Regions from separate parts of the Mus musculus genome. Here regions 2, 3, 4 and 5 are each linked to region 1. Evidence: chromatin contacts called from public ChIA-PET and HiChIP or PLAC-seq data. All regions are on one chromosome and are shown on one strand. The core of a region is the stretch at or near the end of the contact, and the rest is flanking DNA. Distances in the headings are between cores, read along the strand shown.

Region 1 (4,728 bases), core at 1,366-3,865:
AAAAAATGCACTACAGACATGCCCAAAGACCTATCTGATGGAGGCAATTCCTTAATTAAGGGTTCCTCTTTCCAAGTGTTTCTAGTGCATGTCAAGTTGACAAATACACCCCCCCCCCAAATAAACCAAAACAAAAAACCAAACCTTAACTTGCACAGTAAAGTTGGGTCTGATTGTGCAGGTGCACAGTCATTGTAGTGGTTTGAATAACAATGTCGTCCCCCCCCTCCCCCGCACTGCCAGTGGTGGCGCACGCCTTTGATCCCAGCACTTGGGAGGCAGAGGCAGGTGGATTTCTGAGTTTGAGGCCAGCCTGATCTACAGAGTGAGTTCCAGGACAGCCAGGGCTATACAGAGAAACCCTGTCTCAAACAAAACAAAACAAAACAAACCCCCCCCCAAAAAACCAAACAAACAAAAAAGAGAATGGCCCCACAATTTCGTATATTTAAATATCTGGTCGCCAGAGAGTGAGGCTGTTTGAAAGGATTACAAGGGTTAGGAGGTATGGCTTTGTTGGGGGAAGTATGTCTCTGGGTGTGAGCTCTGAGGCTTCAAGTCTCTGCCAGACCCAGTCTCCTGCTCTCTGCTTGAAGATCCTAAGTAGCTCTCAGCTACTGACCCAGTGCCACGCTTACTGCAATGCTCCCTGCCATGGATTGACCCTTGGAAACTGTAAGCCAGCCCTCCAAACCCCAGGCTTTATTTTATGAGTCGCCTTGGTCATGGTGTCTGTCTTCACAGCAATAGAAGAACAGTGACTAAGTCACAGACTGAGGAAGTTGGACTGCATTCATGAGCAAAGGCATCATCTCTAACCTCATTACACATGTAGCACACACATATCCAAACAGGGCTGGAGATCTGATATGACTCGGTAAATTGCTTGTATAAGGATTTGGGTTCAGATCCCAAGAACCCACATAAAGTGGGACGTGGAGACAGGAGGATTCTCAGGTCTTGCTGGCTAGCCTGTGTAGCAGAATACCTGAGCTTCAGCTTCAGCGAGAGACATTGTCTCAAAAAATATGTGGGCAGTGTTTGGGGAAGACATCTGTTTGTCAACATCTGACTTGAACACACACACACACACACACACACACACACAAGCACGTACTAGCACAATATACATAACACACACATACACAAACTTCCAAAGAGGGGTATACAAATTTTTGAAGCAAATCACTCTTGTAATGGTTTGAATATTAATCACTTAAGATTGTTTTCTACAGGCAAACTAGCATGCTACCATTTAAAATGGTAGCAGACTTTTCCATTTGTAAGTGCTTCTTGGATATGTCATGCCAATGAGAGCACATCTAATTCACCTTTTAAAGAGCTGTCTGGTTGGTAATACATTAGCAGTTAACAAACTAAAGAAGCAAACTGGGTCTAGTCTTTCAGCAAGTCACCCAACCTGTGCATCTGTCACTTTTCTGTAAGTGGACACACTAAAGGTACCTGTTGCATAGGGTCTGTGTGAGTATCAGAGTGCCTGGCAGATGAAACCATTACTGATGATTCCACTATGAGTTCTAACTATTCAAGATGTGTTTTGGACAAAAAAGACATAATTTGATTTCTTGGTAGGAAATCATGTTGGTACTCCTTGGGAATGGACAGGGAAGGAAGATTGGTAGTGGGGTCTTCTTCAGACTTCTGCACAGTATGGTGGTATAGAATATTGGCTGTGAGGTATTACACGACCAAATACCAAAACCTGCCTGATACGGATGGATGAGACAATCTTCCTCTAAGTCCCACATTTAGAGAAGTGTCCTTCTGATCATTTCTGAGTCCGTAGTACGTTTTGGTTTGAGATGGGGCCTTGCTACGTAGCCTGGCAGGCTTGGTACTGAGCCTGTAGATAAGGTTGGCTCCAATCTTTCTGCAATTCTGCCTCTGCGGTCCTGGTGCCGGGATTACATGCCTGCACCGCTATGACCCGATTATTTCGTTTTGTTTTCTTTTCTTCTTTTGTCTCACGCTGTAACCCAAGCAAGTATGCAATAAACAACAATCAGTCCAGCTTCCCGAATGCTGGGGCTTACAAGAGTAAGATACCAAACTTAGCTCCTTATTACTACCGGCTCAGATACAGAATATGAGATCAAGTGATTGGAGTGCTGAGGAACTTCCGGACACATTTATGATTGAGGCTGAGAAAAACAATACGTAGGCAGATGAACAAGAATGTCAACTTAGCCCAGATCTCTTGATTGCATAGAAGTCTATAAACAGTACACGGTGATGTTTAAACACCCAACCGACCCTGTCCAAGTTTAATAATCATCGTCCATAAAGAAGCTTGCGGAGCCCGAGGTTAGAGGGAAGGGGTGTTCACGCACGCCGTGGCGAGCTAGGCGCCTGAGCCGATGTCACCCCAGCCCGCCCGCAGCCGGGCGCGCAAGGGCCCAGGCCCAGGTCCAGGCCGAGGCTGAGCAAGCAGCACAGCAGCGGCGACTCGGAACCCTTCAACCCCGCGGCCTGCGCGCGCCGGCGCCCCACGGCCGGCGACGGTTGCGGCCCCGCGTCGGGAGGACTTCCGGCGTGTGCCGGGGTGGCCGGATGACGTGGCTGAGTCAGAGGAAGAGGCTCGGAGGCCGGGGGGCGGGGGCGGCGCGGAGCGGGCGGTGACGGCGGCGGAGGCAGCGGCTGTGCCCGGGCCCCGTGCGTCTGTCCGCGCCCGGTGGATGTGAATCGGCGGCGGCGGCGGAGGAGGAGTCGGTGGGCCGGCGCCCGGCCTGTGGGAGCGCGGAGGATGAGGCCGCTGCCGGGCGCTCCTGGCGTGGCGGCGGCCGCCGCGTTGTTGTTGCTGCTGCTGCCCCGGGCTCGGTCTGACGAGCACGAACACACGGTGAGGCGAAGCGAGCCGCGCGGCCGCCCCCGCCCCAGCCCCGCTCCCAAGCCTGCCGCCCCGCCAGACCCGGCGTGGTCCGAAGGCCCGGGGGGCCCGGTGCAGCCCCGCGGCCGCCCGAGCGCTCCTTCCGGTCGGGCATGGCGGGGCCGGATCCGCGGGAGCTGGGAGGAGGCATTTCCGAGCACTCGGGGCTGCCTGGGCCTTGCTCCGCAGCTCCGCCTCTCGGGGCTGCTGCCCGGGGATCGGCCCGGAGCGGGCTCTGGACCCGGGAAACTGGACGCTGTGCACACAGCACGGCGGAGGATGGATGCGTGGTGATCCAGGCGCTTGCCAACCAGGAAATACCCATCGCTTCGCGCAGGGCTCCGGCCTCTTCCTACCCTTCTCTCTCCCTCTCGCCCGAACCGGATTTAAACCGTGGGGTGGGGACAGCTTTAGGGAAGTGGAGGTGTGAACGGTTTACACGCGGACACGTCTTCACCCTGCACGCACTCGGTCCCCAGGACTCCCTTGCAACTTTCTCCGCGCTCCGTGAGTGCCCAGAGGACGCCCTGTTCGGGTGGTCGGTCCCTAACTGGGACAGCTCTGCCCTTGTGTCACCCAGCCCTCAGGCCACACCCCCACTCACTTTTGCTTTTGGCCTGAAGTTGATTGGCGGTTTATTTAATTGTATCTTCACATCAAAGCTCGCCTATTAATGACTCTTGGAGTGACTTTCACCTAGAGCTGTAACGCTGTGGAATTCACTTATTTATTTTTTTATTCAGAATGGTAGACGCGGGGAAGTGTGGAAAGTCTGATAAACCTAGAAGATTGCTTGGCAAATTGGAGATTGTTTCAAGGTTTTTATCTGTATTGTGATTTTTTTTTTTTTGCCCGAGTAGTTGTGTATTTACTAAATTTAAAATATGTGGAGAACGTTTGGCTGTAGCTGATCGGTGACAAAATGGGAGTACGCTGCTTTTAAGGGGCAGACGTTAGATTTTGTTTGTAGTGAACAAAACTTTGTTTTGATTAGCCAATTAAAAACTCTAAATTAGGCTGTTGTATTTTCAGTCACTGCTAGAATCTAATTGCATGTGTATGCGAGTTTTTTTTTCCAGAGAAACGTTGAATCAGTAACTTTTTTTCTGCGACACTTGTGAATTTTCTCTAAGATATTTTTGGTTTCCTTTAAATTTCAGCAAGTATAGTAGTTTAAATAGTATTTGCCTTTTTTTTTTTTTTTTAACAGTTGAGTTTCCATGTAAAATCTGGAACTTGTTGTTAGTTTTAGATCGACCATATAGACAGAAATTTATGTTCTACTTTTTGAACTTTCTATTTTATACTGCTACTAAGAGGGAAGACTTAGTTTATAATATAATCAGTTGTAAGTGTACAAAACTAGCATAATCCACAAGTTTTGTGCATGGCAGTTTCAATGAGAAAAATTTTAAAGCTTATTTATTTTTATTCTATGTGTCAGTTTTGCCAGCATGAATGTAGTATGTGTATCATGTATATTCTGAGTATCTTAGAAGAGGGTGTCAGATCCCCTGGAACTAGAGTGACAGAAAGTTGTAAGCTACCCAGTGTGAATACTGGGAACCAAAGTTAGGTCTTAACTGCTTGAGCTATCTCTCCAGCCCCCAGTTCAGTGAAATTTTATTGTTAGGAATGCCATATTTAGTTACTTCATTCGTTCATTCATTCATTCAGTTCTGGGGATTGAACTCAGGCCATTCTGTGTGGTATGTACATATTCCACCACTGAATGGAACACTTCTTTTTTTGAAACAGGGTTTCCTCTGTGTAGCCCTGGCTGTCCTGGAACTTGTTCTTTAGACCAGGCTGGCCTTGAATTCTGAGATCCACCTGCCTCT
Region 2 (4,728 bases), core at 1,614-4,113, 230 kb after region 1:
CTTCTTTCCTTTCACCATGTGCTTCCCCGAGATTGAACTCAGATTGTCAGCTGGGCAGGAAGCCCGCGCACTCACTGAGCCATCTTGTAGGTTTGATTTCCAGCACCCATAGAGCAGCTCTCAACCATCTGCCGCTCAGATTCCAGGAGATCCGATGCCTCTGTGTGCAGCAGGCCTCCAAGAGGGACACAGACTTATGTCCATGTCAAAGACCAGGTATGGAGGCACTCGGGAGACAGGCAGGAGGAACTCTGTGAGTTTGAGGCCAGCCTGGTCTACATTGTGAGTTCCAGGACAGCGAGGATATCTAGAGAGACTCTGTTTCACAAACAAACAAACAAACACGAACAAACGTATATCTGTTGTAAAAAAAAAATTGGAAGACACAGAAAATCTGATCATATACCTTCCCACACCAGATAACTGCTTATAGCATTTTCATAGACTGCCTTCCTGTCTTTGTTCTGCTTGTTTCTGTAGACTGATCTGGTATATACAGGGGAGAAACAACCTTCTTTTGGTCTGGCTGTACAGGCCAATGGATCTAACTATTTAACCAGACTCACACTCATACTACAGTGAAGTTTAACAAAGGATTCTGACATTCTTCTTCTCACCTCAACATCACATCAGACGGAACATTGGTTTGAGTGCCACGGTTAGGGAGAAGGGGGGGTGGCAGGGGTGCGGCGGGGGGGGGGGGGCTGTATAGAACTGCTGGTCTGGAAAGGGCCAGCACCAGGAGATGAAGCCTAAAGGTTCTCCCTACAGTAATTAATGACTCTTTATCTGGGCACAGAAATTCTGTTATCGTCGGGGCTTCTGCTTCCTGTGATTCATCTTCCTCCTACAGCACGCGCGCGCACACACACACACACACACACGTTGAAAGTGTCTGTGCTCTCCGCCTGAGAACTTTGCTCCATCCTGAGCACAGCAGCGGCTTGCTCACCCATTTCCTGTCTCCCCAGCAGCAGGCATAGCTCTGGCTGCTGGCATCTGGGGCACCACTCTGATTCACCTCTCCAGCAAAGATACTTGCTTCGTGATCATCATCACCCCTGACACTTGCCTCGGCTCATTTGCTCCATTGGTGACTCAGTCCATGGGCCTCCAACAGATGTATGGACCTTTTATCAGAGAGCTTTCTGAGTGAGTGGCACCCTGCCTGATGGCTCTCCCTTTCCTGACTGGTCCCTGTTCAGTTCCTTTACCATGAAAAGCATCTTGGTAGCTGCTAAAACTTTTGATTTCTGTTTTTAACTTTCTCTTTGAAGATGTTTTTTCTGTTTTATCCCTCCCCCTTTACCTATCTAATCTCTTTCTCTTTTAAAGCTAACACTGTACATAAGGCTAACAGATTAGTTATACTCAAAAACGAGTTGAAATATTGGATTGTGTGAAAAGAACATCAAGGAATGAAGTTGAGAGTGGCTGTGATGACTTAAAACAAAAAATAGGAGACCATGTGACAAAGACTCAGAAAAGAGAGAAGCCCAGAACCTCAGGAATTTTTGATTGGGGACATTTTAGCAAAAAATCTAAAAAGATCCCCTCAGCTGGGCATGTGGAGTGTGAAATTCCTGAGTACTGACCTTGGAAATGTGTCTCCTCAATGTCTCCAAAGCCAGCATTTCATCAGCAAGAAACGTTTGGCAATTTTCTTTTAAATTCAAAGACTTTCCAAAATCCCAAGTGTAAAAGTCAGATCATCTCTGACACGGTATGTTCAGCACCCCTCCCAACTTGCATGGCTGAAGGCAGTGAACTGAGTGCCCCCCCACTCCCACTGTAACCCCAACACTTCTGTCTGCAGCCGTCAGGCACACCAGGGCCTTTTACTGGGACTTTCTGAATCGCTTTGATTCTTTTCATTGGGTCAAGAGAGTGAACGTACACAATAGTCAGCAAAACAATGATAATTGGTGCTTACTGAACGAGTGCAGATGGTAGCTTCAATCACCTCCCTGCCTAGACTCTGATCATAGCACACTGGGGTGCCATCTGTCACCCCTAGACAAACATCTTTAACCAGCATCTCTTCCTGAAGCCCACTTGGACCACCCTTTGGAAAACCATCACCAAGGCCAGTAAGGTACCTGTGGTGACTCACCTCAGCCTAGCCCACCATAGACCCTTAGCAGAGCAGGTGTGTATAAGTCAGAGCCAGACAATCAGAACACCCTCCCTGCTCCAAAGTAGCAATGTAAAAAATTGAACCCAATGGTGTTGGTTCAGTTTGGTACAGAATGGAATCGAGTGGTTTCTATGTGGTTCTCTGACTAGTTTTCTGGTTATCACTCCTGGATACTTAATCTCAGAGTCAGTCATGGGAAGCCATATTTTTTTTTAAAAATATTATTTTTTGGTACCAATTAGTTTCTATATAATCTCATTTAGTCCCCACTCATCTCCCTTAGCCAACTGGCCCCTTGGGTCCCTTGGGGACGTCCTCAGGGCTCCTGCATGCTTGCAAAGTGACCAGGGCTGTCCTACCTGAGCTCATTTTCCACCCTGAACCCTTTCCTTCGGGCCAGCTCCATGAGGAAGGCTCTTCGAGTTGTTCCCATCTTCTTTTCCAAAATGAAGAGGACCAAGTCTCGAAATCGGATGTCATAAGGCGTGGAAGCCACTGGGGTGCCCAGCTGCCTGGGTCTTTTCTTCCGAGGACCCAGGTGGACTGCTTGCAGTGGATCCATGGAAGCAGACAGTCTAGCTCTGTCTGTACCATCAGGTGGTGTCTCCAGAATGAGGGCTCTGATGTCCTCTCACCAGCAAACCCATAGGTACCACCCTGGTGACAACTTCCTGCTGAAGGAATGTCTCACTCTGATCAGGTCCTTTCTCCCAAAATGGAGCTCTTGACAGAAAGAACAGTGAACTTGGGTTTTCATACACTTGATCTCTGCAGTACCTCAGAATAAACTTATGAAGAAAGGGGGACCTCGCCACTGGTTGAGTACTGTTATTTATCTTTAGACATGTTCAAACCCTTTAGGTTGCATTTTAAAAGCCATTTTTTAAAAAATGTATTACATTTGCTTACTGCGCAAGGGGGCATGTGTGTGCATGCCATGACATCAGTGTGGCAGTCAGAGGCATCTTTCCCCCTCCACCGTTGTAGGTCCCAGGAATCAAACGTGGGTTGTCAGTCTTGGTAGCAAGCTTCTATCATCACCACTTAGTCATCTAACTGCTCCTGCTGACTTTATTCATTGATTCCTGCTTTACTCTAGCTCACTTCTATTCTTTCTCTCGGACCTACGTTATGGTACACTGGATGTCTGTAATTGGCACAGATGTGTTACATACAGCTGTTGTGATTTCACGTGAATGCCACCTGAATTTCTCACTCTGCTGGTTGCTTTTTTTTTTTTAATTTTTTTTTATTTTATGTGCATTGGTGTTGGAAGGTGTCAGATTCCCTGGAACTGGAATTGCAGACAGTTGTAAGCTGCCACATGGTTGCTGAGACTTGAACTCTGGCCTGCTGGAAGAGCAGTTAGTGCTCCTAACCACTGAGCTATCTCTCCTGGCCCCATGGTCACTTTTTTCCCAACAAGCCCATAACTGTGATTTTCCTGGCTCTGTCTACTCTGCTGCTTTAGTTACTATCGTTTTGCAGTGGGCACAGGACCACAGGCTCCCGTGTGTGAGCACATTTTATAGAAAGCTAAGGTTCAGACACTGCAGATCACAGAGTATGGGGCAAATGAGATCATGAATGCAGTTCTTCAGACTTCAACCGTGATGCAACTTAGTTTGTTTTTGGTTTCTATTTTTTCAGTGCACTAAGTTTCCAGAGAGTGGTCGCTACATAACTAACATAGGTCTCTGAGACGAGATGAGTTTTGGAGAAGAGTCATGGGCATGGAGTTAGGGACATTTTCACAGCCCTGTGCAAAATGAAAATTTCATCTTTAGTTAATATTACTTAGTAGGTCTCACTTCTGGAACACCTACTACAGGACCTAGGCAAGACCTCAAAACCTTTGCTGACTGAATTCTTATAAGACCATACTGCCAGCTAGATACCCATATAATACGGGGGGGGGGGGTTGTCAGTGCCCACAAAGTACCATACAGGCAGCGAGATGCAGCAGAGAAGATCCTCAGCCCCGCAAGCAACTTGCTCAAAGTCACAGAACAAATCAGTAGCCACCACTAAGAAATGGCTGAGTCAGGACTCGGAGTCAGGTTTGTCTGACTCCAAAATGTATATACTCTTGGGGCCGGTGAGATGGCTCAGTGAGTAAAGGAGCTTGCTGCCCATCCTCGAAACTTTGTGTTTCACCACAGCAGCTAGCACAGTGGAACGTGAAACTGATTCACACAAGTTGTCTTTTGATCTCCATAGAAGTACCAGGGCGCGTATGTGTGTGGGTGTGTGGGTGTGTGTGCGCGCACGTGCACACACACATGCACACATAAACTAAAAAATCAAAATTAAAAATGTATGCTCTTAACCAGACTGGTAGTACAATGCCTTTAATCCCAGCACTTAGGAGGCAGAGGTAGGAAGATCTCTGTGAGTTCAAGGTCAGCCTGGTCTATAGAGTCAGTTCCAGGGCAGCCAGGGCTACACAGAGAAACCCTGCCTCAAAAAAAAAAACAAAAAAAAAAAAAAAAAAAAAAAAAACAAAAAACAAAAAGCAAAAACAAATATATATGTGTACACACACACACATGTATTTACACACATACACATACCAAACAGCCTCCTTCTGT
Region 3 (4,728 bases), core at 1,317-3,816, 190 kb before region 1:
GTCTCCAAGAAAGAGATCACCACTGCACCATAAGTGTCTAGACAAGGGAAGCTCTATCCTTGATCAGTCAGGCTCACTCAGAAGAGTGAACACAGAGGGAACACATTTTTATCCTAACTTAGGTGGTGTCGGTGTCTTTACCCCCATTGGCTGGGGTCTGTGACCTCACAGTCTTAGTTTAGGACTAGTCTTGAAAGAATTGGCACCTAGGAAGTGAAGGAGAAACAAACCATTCCACCGCTTTAATCAGCACATCTTATAAGACACGCCCTTTGCACGAAGGTTTTACTGAGTTATTAACTGAACTCCTGACTACTTTAAATGGCTTTAACCATAAGCAGCCACACTGCCAGACTGGACCTCACCTTCTCATTGAACTGCTAATTTCCTTGTTAAATCCAGGATTCAGCCTGGGGTATCACATTACACCAAAAGGCTCTTTTGGTTTTGGTTGACCTTCTTCTGGGTAGCCCTGGCTGTCCTGGAACTCACTCTATAGACCAGGCTGGCCTCGAACTCAGAGATCCATCTGTCTCTGCTTCTCAAGTGCCGGAACTAAAAGCCTGTCCCACCACTGCTGTGTTTTATAAACTGGCAGAGGCGTGTTGCATTAGCAGGGAGCATCACAGCGACCTGCCAAGGTCTCTTCCTGAACAATCAAGCCAGGAAGGCACAGGCCTGGTATGGAGACAGGAGATTCCCCACTTAGGCAACTATGGGAAACTATTTCTACATACAGGATAGAGACTTTCCAGTGAAGCTGGTTTTGGGTGGCCACATACTGTCAGTAACCCACACCCATTTTCATTACATGATAAATCCCAATTAATTTAGACAACATTGCTTAGCCCCTCCACCTCCCAGGAAGAAATTTCTTACAGTATTATAAGAAATTATAATTATAGCAAATTCTTTGTTAATGTCCTTATGTCTCATGGTATTAAGAAAGGGGACAAGTAAATAAAATAAGATGTTAGAAGGAGATATGCATGGCTGTTGTTTTAGTAAAGGGTGATTTATTTTTATATGAAGATTAAGATGACGACTGGATGATTCCAGAATGGGAAAGAAGACTGGAAATCACTTGCAAGTAATGAAGATGTGAGTGAGTTCCTCAAGGTACATAAAAGATGAGACTTAGAGATGATACGTTAAAGTTTCTAATGCCGTTGATCAATAATTACAAGGACTGACTAAGATCTATAAAATCTATGTCTAAAGTTTATTTAGAACTATCTGTTTTTTCAAACAGTATACAATAGTCAAAAGTTCCAGACTAGTGCAACTGATCTTCTGCGTGTTTAATAACCATAGTTGAAGGCTATTCTAATGTGGTCACCCAACACTCCCAATTCTGCTGGAAAAAGCCAGATCAGTCATCACCCTGAGTCTGTGATGCCATTTGGGTTTACAGCTTCAGAAGGAGGGAGATGGTATAAGAGATAGAAATCGGTTAGACAGTTTAGGATAAAAAGACCCCAAAGAAAAGCAACCCGTTTCTTTCTTGATTGAAAGCCAGAAACATCCTGGGGACTCTTGGTAGTTTCATCCCTCCCAAAGCAAAGATGCCAAAAGAATTAGGGACTTATTTTTTATTTTATTACCATAACTTTAATTGAAACTGTTTTTTCCATACAATATATGGTGATCACAGCTTCACCTGCGTCATCTCCTCCCAGATTCTGCCGCCTAGCTCTGGTCTTTGGTCTGGGTCCTAGATGATTTAGGGTTTCCTCTTTAGCAATGAGAAAGTAGCAATGAAGGCCTCTTAAGGGGAAACTCCTGGTCAGGAGGACAGAATCTCTGGCCTGGATGTAGAAATAACATTCAGTGGGGTCCTGCCAATCCCCTGGCCAAGGACAGAGACAGGGAAATTCTCTTGAACGAGGATTTGAAGGTGTTCATCTATCAGTCAGCAGAGAGCTGCCAGCCGTTAGCTTGTGACCATCAAAGGAAGTGAAAACTTAAGGGTTGTTTGGAAAGTCATTTGCGTTGAATGGTGTCTTGCTGGGACAAACACAAGGAGTGTTTTGCTGAAGCAGACACAGGTGAAAGGATATTTTGCTGAAGCAGACTCGTGAAAGAACTCGTGATGAAGGATTCTTCGATAACAACACACATTTATTGGTCTGCCTTACATTTTGTAGTTGAGTTCCATTTGTCATGACTCCATAGAGAGAAGAAATAGACCAAAAAATTTCTGGTAGTGTGCTGTGGCTTCTTGAAGCTTCTGAGGACTTGGCCGATTGGCAGAGTGACGTCAGCTGATACAGGGAGGAGTTTTGCTAAGACAGACTCACATGCTGAGGCAACACATGTGAGGTAAGACCCATGGAGGACACATGATATTTGGAGGGAGTACAAATAGGGACTCAAGGGACTGTGAGAGGGGCTTGCTGGTAGAACTAGCTCCTGCAATGCTTCTTTGGTCTCATGCCCTTGCCAATCCTTACTTCCTTGAGAGAGGCTCAACTGAGAATGTTTTTCTGGCTTCCCTGCTGGTCTGAATTCCTTCTGCTGACTCATGCTGACACTGAGGCCTGCTGACTCATGCTGACACTGAGGCCTGGCTGTCTCTGCTGGGTCACGCCACTGCTGCTGATTCATGCTTGCTATCCCGTCTCGACTGAACTGGACTGCTGGTATATTCGTGAAGTATTTTCAAGTGGATTGAGCTGCCACTGCTGGCCTGTGAACTGAACTGCTGATTTCCTGACCAATGCTGATGGGATTTGTACTAAAGAACATTTTCTAAACAGGTTCATTTCCCCTGTATCCCTTGTATCCTCTGGTGGGTGCTGGGCTAGAAGGGAGGTTAAAGCATTTAAGAACCACTGAAGAGATCAATTCAGGACCTTTGGAAAATTCCACCAGACCCCTCCTCTCCTGGAAGAGAAAGGTCAGAGAGCACACAGGCACCCCTCCCCTCCAGAAGGGAGAGGCTAACTACATTCCTCAGACCACAGGCGGGGGGGGGGGGGGGGGGGGGGGGGGGACACACGACACACGACACAGGACGACAGACGGACAGACAGACACAGACAGACAGACACGGGATGGGATCGACCATTGGCCACCTGTGGACCAGAGCAAGTAGACACATCCTGAGACTGTTGACCACCTGCAGACAAGGAAAGTCCTTGCCACCTCATTCCCTAAAGACCAATCAGTTTTTAAAAGTCACACTGTTCTGCCAATCACATTGTGCCTAATGGCTGCTGCTCTGAAAACTGTATAAAAACTCACCAATCAGGCTGCGCGTGGTCCTTCTCTCTCCTTTGTGTGCAGGGCGACCCCAGCTTGCTGGAACAATAAAATTCCTCAATTCTCAACTCTGAGTTGTCCACTCAGGGGGTTTCCGATAAGTTAAGGCTCTCAGAGTGTTACACCATCATTAAAAGTAGGTTTTGAAAAATTAAAGTTTATAATCCAATCCTCAGCAAGTCTTGGATTTCAAGGGCAGACAGAAAGATGGAAGTGTTAGAGTGATGTTTTTGTACACTCTGTGAAGATGTGTCCCTGTCCTTCTTTGCCTGACTAAGGCACCTTCTAATTGGTTAAAATAAAAAAGCCTATGGCCTATAGCACAAGGCAGAATAGTAAGGTAGGACACCTGGATAGAGGAACCCTGGGGAAGAGTCAGGCAAGGAAAGATTTGCCACTCAGACTGGGAAGAAGTCAGATGTATGAAACTGAGGAGAGTTAACTAACCATCCATGTGGCAGAACTTAGATTAGCATAAATGGGATAATAAGGTATGAGATAGTTGGAAACAGGCCTAGCATAAGGTCTAGGCATAAATAAATGAATAAGTCTTCATGTCCACAGTTACATAAAAGAAGGATTCTGAGAGAGGCTATGGTTCTGTAACTATGCCCGAAAGCCTGTAACTAAGACAAATGTGAGTCTTCCTTCTCCCTGAGGTCGTTGGCCACAGGCCCATGTGGACACAGCGGGCAGAATCGATGAACAGGGATTCGGACAGCTCCTGAGTACCAACAATAATAATGACACTCTGGGATCAGACTTGGAGAGATGGATCAAATTGACTCTGGGTGAATCAAGGGTTGTATAGTTTTGGGGTAAGCAGGTAGGACTATCCAGGGTGGGCAAAGGTCATTGGCTGAAGGCTAAGGTGCTGCGATGCCTCCTTAGCATGGGGAGGCGCTCCAGGAACCTCAGGTGCTTGCTGATCAGGTTGCTATAGGTTGTTATAGACCTTTCTATAGCTGGACCTGTAATCTAGCCAAGGCTATGTGACACTCCATAGGTAGATGGGGCTAGTGGTGGTTGGGGGTGTTAAACTTCCCAGACAAGGCCAGAGAAGGAGAAGCCCTGATGGTAAAAGGAGTCTCCCATTTTTCTTGGCACACAGAAGACTATCAGGATAACGGTAGGCTTCAACCTTAATTACCAGGACAACAGACACAGGCATCTCCTCACAGGTGCCTCAGTACCCCTTGAACACTGTTAGACTCCCTAATAAACGATATTATTAGAAAGATAGAAGAAACTCATGCCTTCAGACAAAACTGAAGATAAACAGTAAGCTGAGCAATCAGGAAACATTCATGAAGTTCTTTCTTTCTTTTTTTTTCTTTCTTTCTTACATGTAAGTACACTGTAGCTGTATTCAGACAGTCCAGAAGAGGGCGCCAGATCTTGTTACGGATGGTTGTGAGCCACCATGTGGTTGCCGGGATTTGAACTCAGGACCTTCGGAAGAGC
Region 4 (4,728 bases), core at 574-3,073, 170 kb after region 1:
TGGGCCTTTTACAGGTGGCACTGGCCTACACGTATGAACCTGGAACCCTCTTCACACCATACGTTGTAGAACCAGTGCTCTCACTAAGTTGGCCACATCCCCAGTGCCAACCTCCATGTAAACAGTCATAGTAACCGAAATGTCTCTCCTCCTGAGCCTGTTCAAGCAAAGTCAACACCGGGTCACACCAGATACAGGCTGGCTCCCCATACATTGGCTATTAACCTGAGACTCACCTGTGATGTCACCTCCAGCTGAATGACCCCTCTGTGTACCCCCTCTTCTGACCTCCAGCTGGCTGCGCCTACAAGATCAGCAGTGCAGAGGGGACCCTGATGAGTCCTAACTGGCCAGACAAATACCCCAGCCGGAAGGAATGTACCTGGAACATTTCATCAACCGCAGGCCACAGGGTGAAAATTGTGAGTCCTCTCATTAGTTTGTTAAGAGCACAAGCCTTGGCATTAAGCGGATATGGGTTCAAGTCCCTGCTCCATGATCAGCATGGAGCATGTGCAGGTCTCAGTTTTCCTGCTGGGAAATGGGGAGATGCTGTGAATCTTGAGGTGGGTGCTCTGAGCAGAAGAAGGGAGCATGCTCAAAGCTCTGTACCAGCCCTGCTCACAGCAGCACTGTGGGAGGTGGCGGCTGCCATGCAGGGCTACAGTGCTGTGTGTGTGATTCAGTTGCATCCAGGGCTATTCTCTTACGGAACATTTTACTCTTGAAGAAGAAGAAAAAAACAAGACTTAATTTACACAGAACGTTGAGAGGTCACGAGTCCTCAGGTCCCGGTTCCCACTCTAGACATTTGTGAATCTTTTCAGAAGTTTCCCTCACAAGGGAAAGCACATAGCTTTTTAAATTCTTACTCAAATCAGTCGCGTAGAATAAATACAATTACTCATGCTCCTCTGCAATTTACATTTTTATCAGTTAACAATAGGACCAGCACACTAATTCCTCCTTCAGTTAAAAACAAACAAACAAACAAACAAACAAACAATTGCCTTGCAAATCATGTAAAATCTCACCCACATATCTGATGTGTGGTCTCACACAGCACATGTCATTATTTACAAAAAACAACAAAACAAAACACCTCATACACACACACACACACACACACACACACACATATGCAGGGGCATACTCACATACACAGGAATACTCATAGACACACAGATGCACACGTGCACTCCCAGAAACATATACACACACACATACATAGGAACGCTCACAAACATACACACCAACACACAGACACACACACACACAGAAGCATACCCACAGACATATATACACACAAACATACACAGGAACACTCACACACAGAGACAAACATGCACACTCACATTCACAGGAACAATTGCAGACACACACAGACACACAGACACACATGCCTGCTCACAGACACATGCATACACACACACACACAGATGCACACTCATAGACACATACACAGAAAGACACACACAGAGACACATCAGACACACATCTCAGACTGTTGAGATGAGCAAGATGGACCTTATGAATGACAGACTGAAAACACAGGGAGGAGGGAAGGGAACAGAGGAAAACAGTGATAAGAGATAACGTAGATGATACTGTCAGGGTGTTTCCTGCTGTGTGAGGATAAATTGACGGGCTCCCAAGGCATCATGGTCCAGAATGGACCCCAAGCCATGGGGCATGCCCCTTGGGCTCCTCCTGTGATGCGTGCTGCCAAGGTAGAAACGGCTTTCTTCTGCCCTGGGTCCCTTAGAACAGTGTAGAATCTGGACGAGGGTATTTAGAGTGCTTTTGCAAGGCCAGCTTTGCTCTAGACTGCCATCTGCTGGAAAGATGCTCTGTTGCTTGGCAATGCCCTTTCCTGACAGACATGAACAGTCTTCCTTGGGGGTGGAACCTCAAAACTGCCAGGTGGGAAGCCTCCATCTGAGATGCTTGCATACAAGAATTATTTAAAAAAAAAAAGATACTTCCCTTGAAAATCGTTGGTGAGCATGCAGACGGAACTCTGCCTGCCCTTTGTTCCTATAGAATGATGCCCTGCACACAACCAGCGTCCCCCTTCCCATCCCATCCCCATCCACCCTTCACCTAACACCCCCCTGCTCACCAGGACATCACAGGCAAGCTGTCAGCCAGTCAGGCATCTACCCAGCACCCAACAAGCTGTATATGGCTGGTAACTGTTCAGTTCCCCGGGCCGACAACCGGGGACAGTCTCTGATGGAAGGACGGGAAGAAAGGAGGCAACGGAATCTGGTTATGGTTAGCAGTGTGACCTGGAGAAAGTCAGCTCTGGGTCATGTTCAATTCTTACTCCAGCTGAACAGACTTACGCAAGCCAATTAGCGTCTTTGTGACTCGGTTTCTCCTTCTGCTCACTGGGGATACTAATGGATTTTCATAACCTCATTAGAACTTAAGTGAGAAAACTTTCACCGTTTACTGGGATGGGAAAAAAACTCCCAACGCATGCCAGCCACTTTGATAGCAGAACAGCCCTGCTCAAAGCCCCTGGGATTTCAAGTGTACCGCAGTGGGCACAGGCTAACAGCAACATCTCTGAAGCCACAGGTCCTGGGTTACATACCTTCTCTGCCAGGGAGGACGCTGGCCATGCCAGCTGATGTCTTCTTCAGGGGTTGTGCCCGGGACAGGGTTGCAAGGACTGGATGAGGGGACATTTGTAATGCCTGTAGCACAGCTGCCACCTTGGGTGAGTGCTCAGTACTAGCTGGCTCCTAGCATTAGAGGAAGGGTAGGAAAAAGTAAATCCAGGCAGCTGGCTCTGGGACTGGATGTCGGACCATCACGGCAATGGTGGACGCCCCTAGGAAGCTGGTAGACAGACCCCTCCAGGCTCTGAATGTCCTTCCCCTCCCTCTCCCCTCCCTTCTCAGTGCCAGATCCTTGCCTCACTTCCTGCTCTCCCCTCCCCAGACATTCAGTGAGTTCGAGATTGAGCAGCACCAGGAATGTGCCTATGACCACCTGGAACTGTACGATGGGACAGACAGCTTGGCCCCCATCCTTGGCCGCTTCTGCGGCAGCAAGAAGCCGGATCCCGTGGTGGCGACAGGCAGCAGCCTATTCCTCAGGTTTTACTCGGACGCCTCAGTGCAGCGGAAAGGCTTCCAGGCTGTGCACAGCACAGGTGCGGGGCTGGTGGCTTCAGGCTGAGCACCTCGCAGGCTCAGGAAGGGCAAGGGAGCCGCACGCTCAAACATCCCGGTTAAAAGGAGCGTTCTTCAGCCGCCGCAGGCTGAAGGGCTGCTCTCCTTTGATATTTTTACTTGACAAAACTGGATGTGGGCAATGCTTTGTTGGTGTTGAGTGGCCATCGTCGGCTCCCCTCCCCTCCCCCACCCCAACTTCCTCTTACCCCCCCCCTCCCCGCTTCTCCCTTTTAAACTGTGTCATTTTGCTGGCCTGTGAAGTGCAAAGGTCTGAAAACTAAAGTGAGCAGCCATTTTATTCTCGAAGGGCCACTTCTGGAAAAGGTTGCTTTTTCTTGTCATTTTTCCCCCCTGGCACGCCAAAAGTAGCTCTGCCAGGTCCTTTGGAAGAAAATGTGTGTGCTTCTAACTTGTCTACACTGTTCAATATAAGAAGGCCAATGGGGTAGAAGACTCTGCTCTGGCACTTCAGCCTTAGCCCTGTGGAGAATGTAGCCCCTGTGATCCTGGCATTTGATTGTGGCACAGCCAGAGGCTGCCCAAGAGCCTGAGGCTTTTGTCTGTGGTGCTGAGCAGGAAGTCGTGATTGTGGGACACTGCCATTCTTTTTTAACAGCCCCCTTTCTCACCGCGGCTCTCTTTAATTACCCCCCTACCCCTAACTCCATCCCACTCCCTTAAATCAGAGCCAGAAAACAGGGCTCAGAGCTTACAAAATGGCAGTCCCCATGTCTAATCAGTCTATATTTCCCTGCCGGGCCAGACACCCCACACTTCATGAGACCCTCGCTAGCCTCTTAAGGGTCTATGTTTCCTCCACAGGAGTTTAAGGCCACTGAGGACGGACTTCACCTTCTTGTCCCTTCAGACAGAGCAGTACATGGGCACTCTGGGTCAGAAAGATGGCGCAGTGCTTAAGAGCGCTGGCTGCTCTTGCAGAGGACCTGGGTTCGATTCCCAGCACCTGCCTGGCAGCTTACAATTGTCTATAACTCCAGTTTCAGGGAAGCCAATACCCTCTTCTAGCCTCCACAGACACTGCAAGCACACGCTACACATGCATGCATGCACACAGAGCAAAGAAAGACAAACGCAGGTGCTCTGGGGAGTTGGGGCAATCTTGGGACATAGCTGCAGAATTTAATAAAGGGACTGTTTACAGCAAGGCATGCAGAGTGTGGGGACACCCCAAAGGGACAGGACACGGTTTGAGAACCACAAGGCTATAGTCACCCTAACCCAGAGGACAAATGGAAGAAAGGGCTGGGGGTATTGGGTGCAAATTGCCTAACTTCCCTCTGATCTGAGTGTTGCCAATGGTTGAATTCAGTTACAACGTGACAGGTCACTGGGTTCTGGGGTGGAAGGGTGGAAGGGTGGAAGGGTGGAGGGGTGCTGGAGTGGAGGGGTGGGAGGTTGGAGGGGTGCTGGTGGTGGTACAGCAGGTAGGGAAGGAGTCATCTTGCCTCTTGTGCTTATTGTATGTCTCATGAGTCAAGTCAGACATGAAGTAAAGACAAAAATAAGGACTCGAGTTGGA
Region 5 (4,728 bases), core at 577-3,076, 150 kb after region 1:
CCCAACATGGGTGGTGGGAACTGAGCTAGGGTGCTCTGCTAGAAAAATACACACTGTTAACTGATAAGCCATCTCTTCAATCTTTATCTTTTCATTGGAAAAATCCAGATTTTTTTTTTTATAGCTTGTCTCAGATGCCCTCTTTCTTGGGCTTAGGTAAGGGGATATTCTTGTGTTCCCACATCTCTCTAGGATAACACATGTCATAGCATGTCTCAGTATCATAACTACTATATTCTATCAAGTCCTTAAGCACACTGAGGACAGAGATTGTTCACATCAGTCCCAGCATCCCACTTTGAATGGATATGTGGATATATGAGGATGGAGCCAAGCCCGGACAACTAGAGATAGTGGAATGTATTAGATATGCTCCGGTCTCCACAGCCAGCCTGCAGATATTCTTACTTCATAACTTTAAGTATAAGGTGAGAACCAGAGAGCCGTGGTCATGGTCCATTGAGAGCATTTTCTACACACACTGGACTCTTTCCTCAGTAAGCCATGTAGTTCACATCCTTGCACCAACCACACATGGTAGATGCTGTTATCCTGCTTATCATAGAGTGGAAATTGGACTTACGCAAGGTGACTAAATTTGATGGAGAGTTGGGACATGAACCCACACCACTGTGGACCTCAGAACCAGAATATTGGACTACCATCATGTTACACAAAGGAGACAGAGCTCACACAACATACATTTACGCCTGCATAGACACTGTCCCGATTAAGTATTAAGACAATGCTAGGGCTTGGAAGACTGCACAGTGGGTAAGAGTGCTTGCTGTGTAAACGTGAGGATCTGAGTTCAACTCTCCAGCACTCAAATGAAAAGCCCAGCATGACCCATGCATGCCTGCAACCCAACATACAGGGATGGAGACAGGCGGATTCTGAGAGCTTGCTGGTAAACCCCCACAGCCAGAAGGCCAAGTTTCTGGTTCAGTGAGAAACCTTGTATCAAAAAAAATCAGGGGCTAGGTGACAGAAGAAGACAAATGACATTTTTTTTTCTGCCTTCTGCATGTCTGTGTATGTGTGTGCGCGCACACACATGTATACACACACACACATACAGACACACACTTGCACATGTATGCAAACACAGTGTGGTTGTCTTCTTGAACCCGAGCTATAGACCTTTTGCGTGGATATGACTGTGCCTGCTAGAGGTGCTAACAGGCAGGAAGCAGGAGGAGGAGGAGGGGGAGGAGGAAGAGGAGGGGGCCTGGTAATCCCCACATTGTTGACTTGCTGCACAGCAGGGCTGTGTGATATGTTTAAACCGTGTAAGCTTCACTAAGTCTCAATTATTAGTGCTCACTAGGGGCACAGAGAATATACATCGTTGAAATTCCTGCAATTATTCCCATTTCTGCCTCACCCAGCCTTCCCCAGAGCTGCTGGTAATTAGCAAACTTGATTGACTCTCAGAGTACCTCTCGCTCATCACCTCTTCCCCTGATGGTCTTTATGGTTCACTAACATACTTAAAATAATCAGCCTGAATAATTATCCCTCAGTCAGACCATGAATGTGTTTCCAAGGAAGTTTTACTAACATTTCCTCAGTGTAATCTTAAAAGAGCAAATACTAAAGAATTCTTGTGGGACCGGCTTAGAAGCATTCCTGAACCCTACCGTCTCATCACGAGCATGATGCAGAGTTGAGAGAAACCCAGGGACACCCCAATTTAAGATGCCGCTCAGCTCGGGTTCCTCACCCCCTACGCATCTGACAGACACGCCCATGGCACGCACACACCCACATGCAGCCCCATCTGTTGTACTCATTCTTCATTTCCTAGGCGACCACTGGGTTCTGTGGAAGAATCCCACTGGATGGGGATTGGCCCTGGGGAGGGAGTGGGCTCTCTCAGTGTTGATCAGGCTAGAGAGAAAGCCAGTGAGGGACTGGGGGATGTCAGCTGTGATACGCTAAGGGCACACTCAGTATAGTCTCACTTTTAAAAGCGTGCTTTTGGAGTACTTCCTGCACGCCAGACACAGCACTAGTCACTCGGCATGCAGGTTCTCTCACAGACTCCTCCACAACCTGGCGGTGTGCACATCGTCTTTCAGATGAGTGCTTCCTCAAGATTCTAGAACCAGTGAGGGGAGCTGAGGCCAAACCTGTCTGCTTAGACACCCCTGAAAGGGAGAGACAATAGGGAGTCCTAAAGATCAAATATCGTATGGTTCCACCTGCGCACAAGACTTACCGTGGGGTACTTACCTGGGCCCAGTGAAGACTTTTGTAACCTATAGAGCCCTGAGAAAGAGACACAGGCTGGCCTTGGAGAGTCTAGAAAACAAGGCAGGTTTGACTTATAAGATAAGGGTATAGGGATTTCTTTAGGGGTTTTCTAAATGTGGGGTCGGGGCAGTCAGAAAAACCTGAGGTGTAAGTTGTGGAAGGCTGGGTAGTCTAGGGATCATGCCAACAGTAGCCGTTAGGCAGGGACGTTGAAGAGAAACAGCACAGGAACACGCTGTCAGTGGCCAACCAGTAAGAAGAAAGAGATGACAGAATTGAATGGGTGGACGGAGTTCAAGAAGGCTTTCGGTGGGGGAATGATAGCACTTCAGGAGTGAGAGGTCCTGGCTGAGGGATGCTGATGCAGCCATGCTCAGATGCACTTGAGCTAACCCCAGACCTTCTGGAATGATTGATGATGTTCCAAGATCCTTTCGTATCTCTGAACCTCCCTGACCTCTTACCTCCTCCCTAATCCCTAGTCTCAACTTGTCCTTGCCTATCTCTAAGTGCATCTTGCTTTCTGTAAACCACCTAGCAACTTCAAAAGCTCAAGCGACTCCCCAGACAGAGCTAAAGGACCTATCTCCCTCTGTTTACTCGCCATCCCAACTAAGGTTTATTATTTGATGTCAGGAGACTTCCTGTGTGTGTGTGTTTTGAGAAGATGCTCCTACTGCGGTCTGAGGGCTCTGTATGCTAAGGGGTAACATGAGAGCATTGGCACGTAAGGCGGTCTTCGGGCTTTGTTGTTCAAACCTACTTTATGGTAATTCTTTGCAGATCATCCTAAATTTCACCTCCATGGATTTGTTTAAGAGCCGCCTGTGCTGGTACGATTACGTGGAGATCCGGGATGGTTACTGGAGAAAGGCCCCCCTGTTGGGTGAGTGGACATCAGCCTTCAAAGAATGAGAGATGGAGTGTGTTCTCCCTATCTGGAAGGTTCCGTCTAGCAGCTGGCACAGGAAGCTCTCAGGCGCTCTTGTCATTGTAAAACTCTGACCACTCCATTTGGCCACACATGTTAAAGGCTTTTAAAAACTGTCAGCGCCTTATGACCCAGCAATTCCACTTCTTGGAATGTCTCCTAGGGAACTAATTAAGGAAGTGTGCAAAGCTCTAGCAACGGGGAGGTGCACTGAAGCAGGAAGAATCAGAGCAATTTAAATGTGCAGCAGTAAGGCTCAGCGGAGTAAATTGTGACACACCTTTTCCACGGAAAATTTCCATCCAATAAAAATAAAGCTGGAGGGGAGTGTGTATCGATACAGAGAGATTTCCCCAGCACTCTGTAACCTGTGCAATGTTACAGAGTGGAGTAAATAGAATTATTTCAAACACATGCGTGTACGAAAAGATGTGTATAAGGCAGGAATTGCAGTTAGCGGCTGTCACAGGCAGAAGAGATCAGAATGGGACCAGTTTGATGAAGTAAGGAGCACAGCTGTGCTGTCTTAAATTGTCAGAACTAAATTACTTAAGCCATTGCGTGGGCCGAATCCTACGGCGAGGAACCATCTTATGATTTACGATATAAATCTCCAATAAAATTAAAGATGTAAAGAATCCATTGTGGATATTTTAGATGATTTTTTTTTAATGTTTCTATTCTGTTCTTGGTTTGGTTATCTCTTCCAGAGTTTCTGATGGGCAGGGATTACTTCTGTGGAGTAGAAAAGAGTACAGACTCACCCACCAAAGGCAGCTTGGACCTTTGAGCAAAAGATCACAGGAAGACACTATAAAGAGAAAGGTTTCCCAAGAGAGATTTCTCTTGATGATCAAGGAAGATTAATATTGCCTAGAATCAGTGGTCTTGGGTTTTGGGAGCCGACTCTGGGACTCATTGGCCTGAGGAGGAACTGCAGGGAGAAACAGACCAACAAAGAGGCAGATGAAGGAGTTGCAGTTGAGTGTGGGGGCGTCCTCATTGCTAGGACGATCTGAACGATGCCCTCCTGGCCTGGTCAAGTCCAAGGTTTTGGCGATAACTTGGTCCCCCGTAGTCCTCCATGTGAGTGGAAAAGCCACACTTGCCATGCTGCCAGTGATAGATGGGGAAGGAGCTGTTGCCAGGACAGTTGGCTGCAGATGGTGATGAGAAAGAAAGCCCTGATGTAGTGCTAGATCCTGGGGGACCAGGATGATACAGTAACACCAGACAGGGTGTTCTCTAGGGAATCTGTAGCCTTCTGCGTGAGTAATCTGTAGCCTTCGGCTATCAATGGGGATGGCCCACAAGTGCCTGCATCTAGAAAGATGTGAATTTAATTTCCCAAGGGTACAAACAGGTGGGAATGTGTGTCCTTAGATGCTCCAAAGTGCTAGGAGCAGCTAGGTCTGTGTGCTATGCATCAGGTAGCTCCTAGTCCAGATATACAAGCTAAGTTCCCTCTGGAAGTATGCATAGGAATGTGAGCATAGACAAGTGGTTATACTGCCCAAGACAGGGTAGAGCCTGTCTGC

Evidence for each region. ChIA-PET counts read pairs in DNA pulled down with a chosen protein or histone mark. HiChIP or PLAC-seq counts read pairs in DNA pulled down with a chosen protein or histone mark.
Region 2: an RNA polymerase II ChIA-PET map of memory CD8 T cells shows a contact between it and region 1, with 58 read pairs. The contact joins the promoter of Dntt here to the promoter of Tm9sf3 in region 1. A contact is called at or near these places in 2 of 39 promoter capture datasets (the C10 cell line and pre-B cells), 2 of 484 Hi-C or Micro-C datasets (CD4 T cells and CD8 T cells) and 3 of 115 datasets of contacts at active chromatin or transcription factors (CD8 T cells, embryonic stem cells and memory CD8 T cells).
Region 3: an H3K27ac HiChIP or PLAC-seq map of extraembryonic endoderm stem cells shows a contact between it and region 1. The contact joins the enhancer-like site here to the promoter of Tm9sf3 in region 1. A contact is called at or near these places in 1 of 15 datasets of contacts at CTCF or cohesin (the NIH/3T3 cell line), 1 of 484 Hi-C or Micro-C datasets (bone marrow-derived macrophages), 15 of 115 datasets of contacts at active chromatin or transcription factors (the 230-238 cell line, DN3 thymocytes, T-cell acute lymphoblastic leukemia and 11 more) and 3 of 9 other capture datasets (adipose tissue, liver and macrophages).
Region 4: an H3K4me3 HiChIP or PLAC-seq map of bone marrow-derived macrophages shows a contact between it and region 1, with 5 times the contacts expected there. The contact joins the enhancer-like site here to the promoter of Tm9sf3 in region 1. A contact is called at or near these places in 13 of 39 promoter capture datasets (the 3T3-L1 cell line, the C10 cell line, the HPC-7 cell line and 9 more), 3 of 15 datasets of contacts at CTCF or cohesin (embryonic stem cells and stem cell-derived epiblast-like cells), 28 of 484 Hi-C or Micro-C datasets (the HL-1 cell line, cortical glia, cranial neural crest and 16 more), 40 of 115 datasets of contacts at active chromatin or transcription factors (the 230-238 cell line, the HPC-7 cell line, T-cell acute lymphoblastic leukemia and 24 more) and 3 of 9 other capture datasets (adipose tissue, embryonic stem cells and liver).
Region 5: a contact with region 1 is called in an H3K4me3 HiChIP or PLAC-seq map of embryonic stem cells, with 8 times the contacts expected there. The contact joins the enhancer-like site here to the promoter of Tm9sf3 in region 1. A contact is called at or near these places in 6 of 39 promoter capture datasets (cranial neural crest, frontonasal cranial neural crest, maxillary cranial neural crest and 3 more), 3 of 15 datasets of contacts at CTCF or cohesin (embryonic stem cells and stem cell-derived epiblast-like cells), 14 of 484 Hi-C or Micro-C datasets (the HL-1 cell line, cranial neural crest, embryonic cerebral cortex and 7 more), 23 of 115 datasets of contacts at active chromatin or transcription factors (the HPC-7 cell line, VIP interneurons, craniofacial prominence and 12 more) and 3 of 9 other capture datasets (adipose tissue, embryonic stem cells and pancreatic islet).

What each region holds. Positions count from the first base shown.
Region 1 is chr19:41,261,891-41,266,618 of GRCm38.p6, reverse strand. It overlaps Tm9sf3 (transmembrane 9 superfamily member 3), which reads left to right and starts at 2,615. Exons shown (of 15, transcript NM_133352.2): 1 at 2,615-2,860. The coding sequence starts at 2,765.
Region 2 is chr19:41,027,410-41,032,137 of GRCm38.p6, reverse strand. Dntt (deoxynucleotidyltransferase, terminal) reads right to left here and starts at 2,863. Exons shown (of 11, transcript NM_001043228.1): 1 at 2,497-2,863. The coding sequence starts at 2,699.
Region 3 is chr19:41,453,034-41,457,761 of GRCm38.p6, reverse strand. No RefSeq gene overlaps it. Among named protein-coding and RNA genes, the nearest start is that of Gm33951, 10 kb to the right of the region's middle. Within about 2 kb of position 2,566, at least 126 of the 459 cell types and tissues checked have an H3K27ac peak or open chromatin away from gene starts, as enhancers often do. A contact at or near this core is called in the NIH/3T3 cell line, bone marrow-derived macrophages, differentiating embryonic stem cells and 5 more, where this site is marked.
Region 4 is chr19:41,087,111-41,091,838 of GRCm38.p6, reverse strand. Tll2 (tolloid-like 2) reads left to right here. Exons shown (of 21, transcript NM_011904.4): 18 at 295-422; 19 at 2,953-3,166. Among named protein-coding and RNA genes, the nearest start is that of Opalin, 12 kb to the right of the region's middle. Within about 2 kb of position 1,823, at least 8 of the 459 cell types and tissues checked have an H3K27ac peak or open chromatin away from gene starts, as enhancers often do. A contact at or near this core is called in bone marrow-derived macrophages and hippocampal neurons, where this site is marked.
Region 5 is chr19:41,111,404-41,116,131 of GRCm38.p6, reverse strand. It overlaps Tll2 (tolloid-like 2), which reads left to right. Exons shown (of 21, transcript NM_011904.4): 10 at 3,043-3,145. Among named protein-coding and RNA genes, the nearest start is that of Opalin, 37 kb to the right of the region's middle. Within about 2 kb of position 1,826, at least 10 of the 459 cell types and tissues checked have an H3K27ac peak or open chromatin away from gene starts, as enhancers often do. A contact at or near this core is called in stem cell-derived motor neurons, where this site is marked.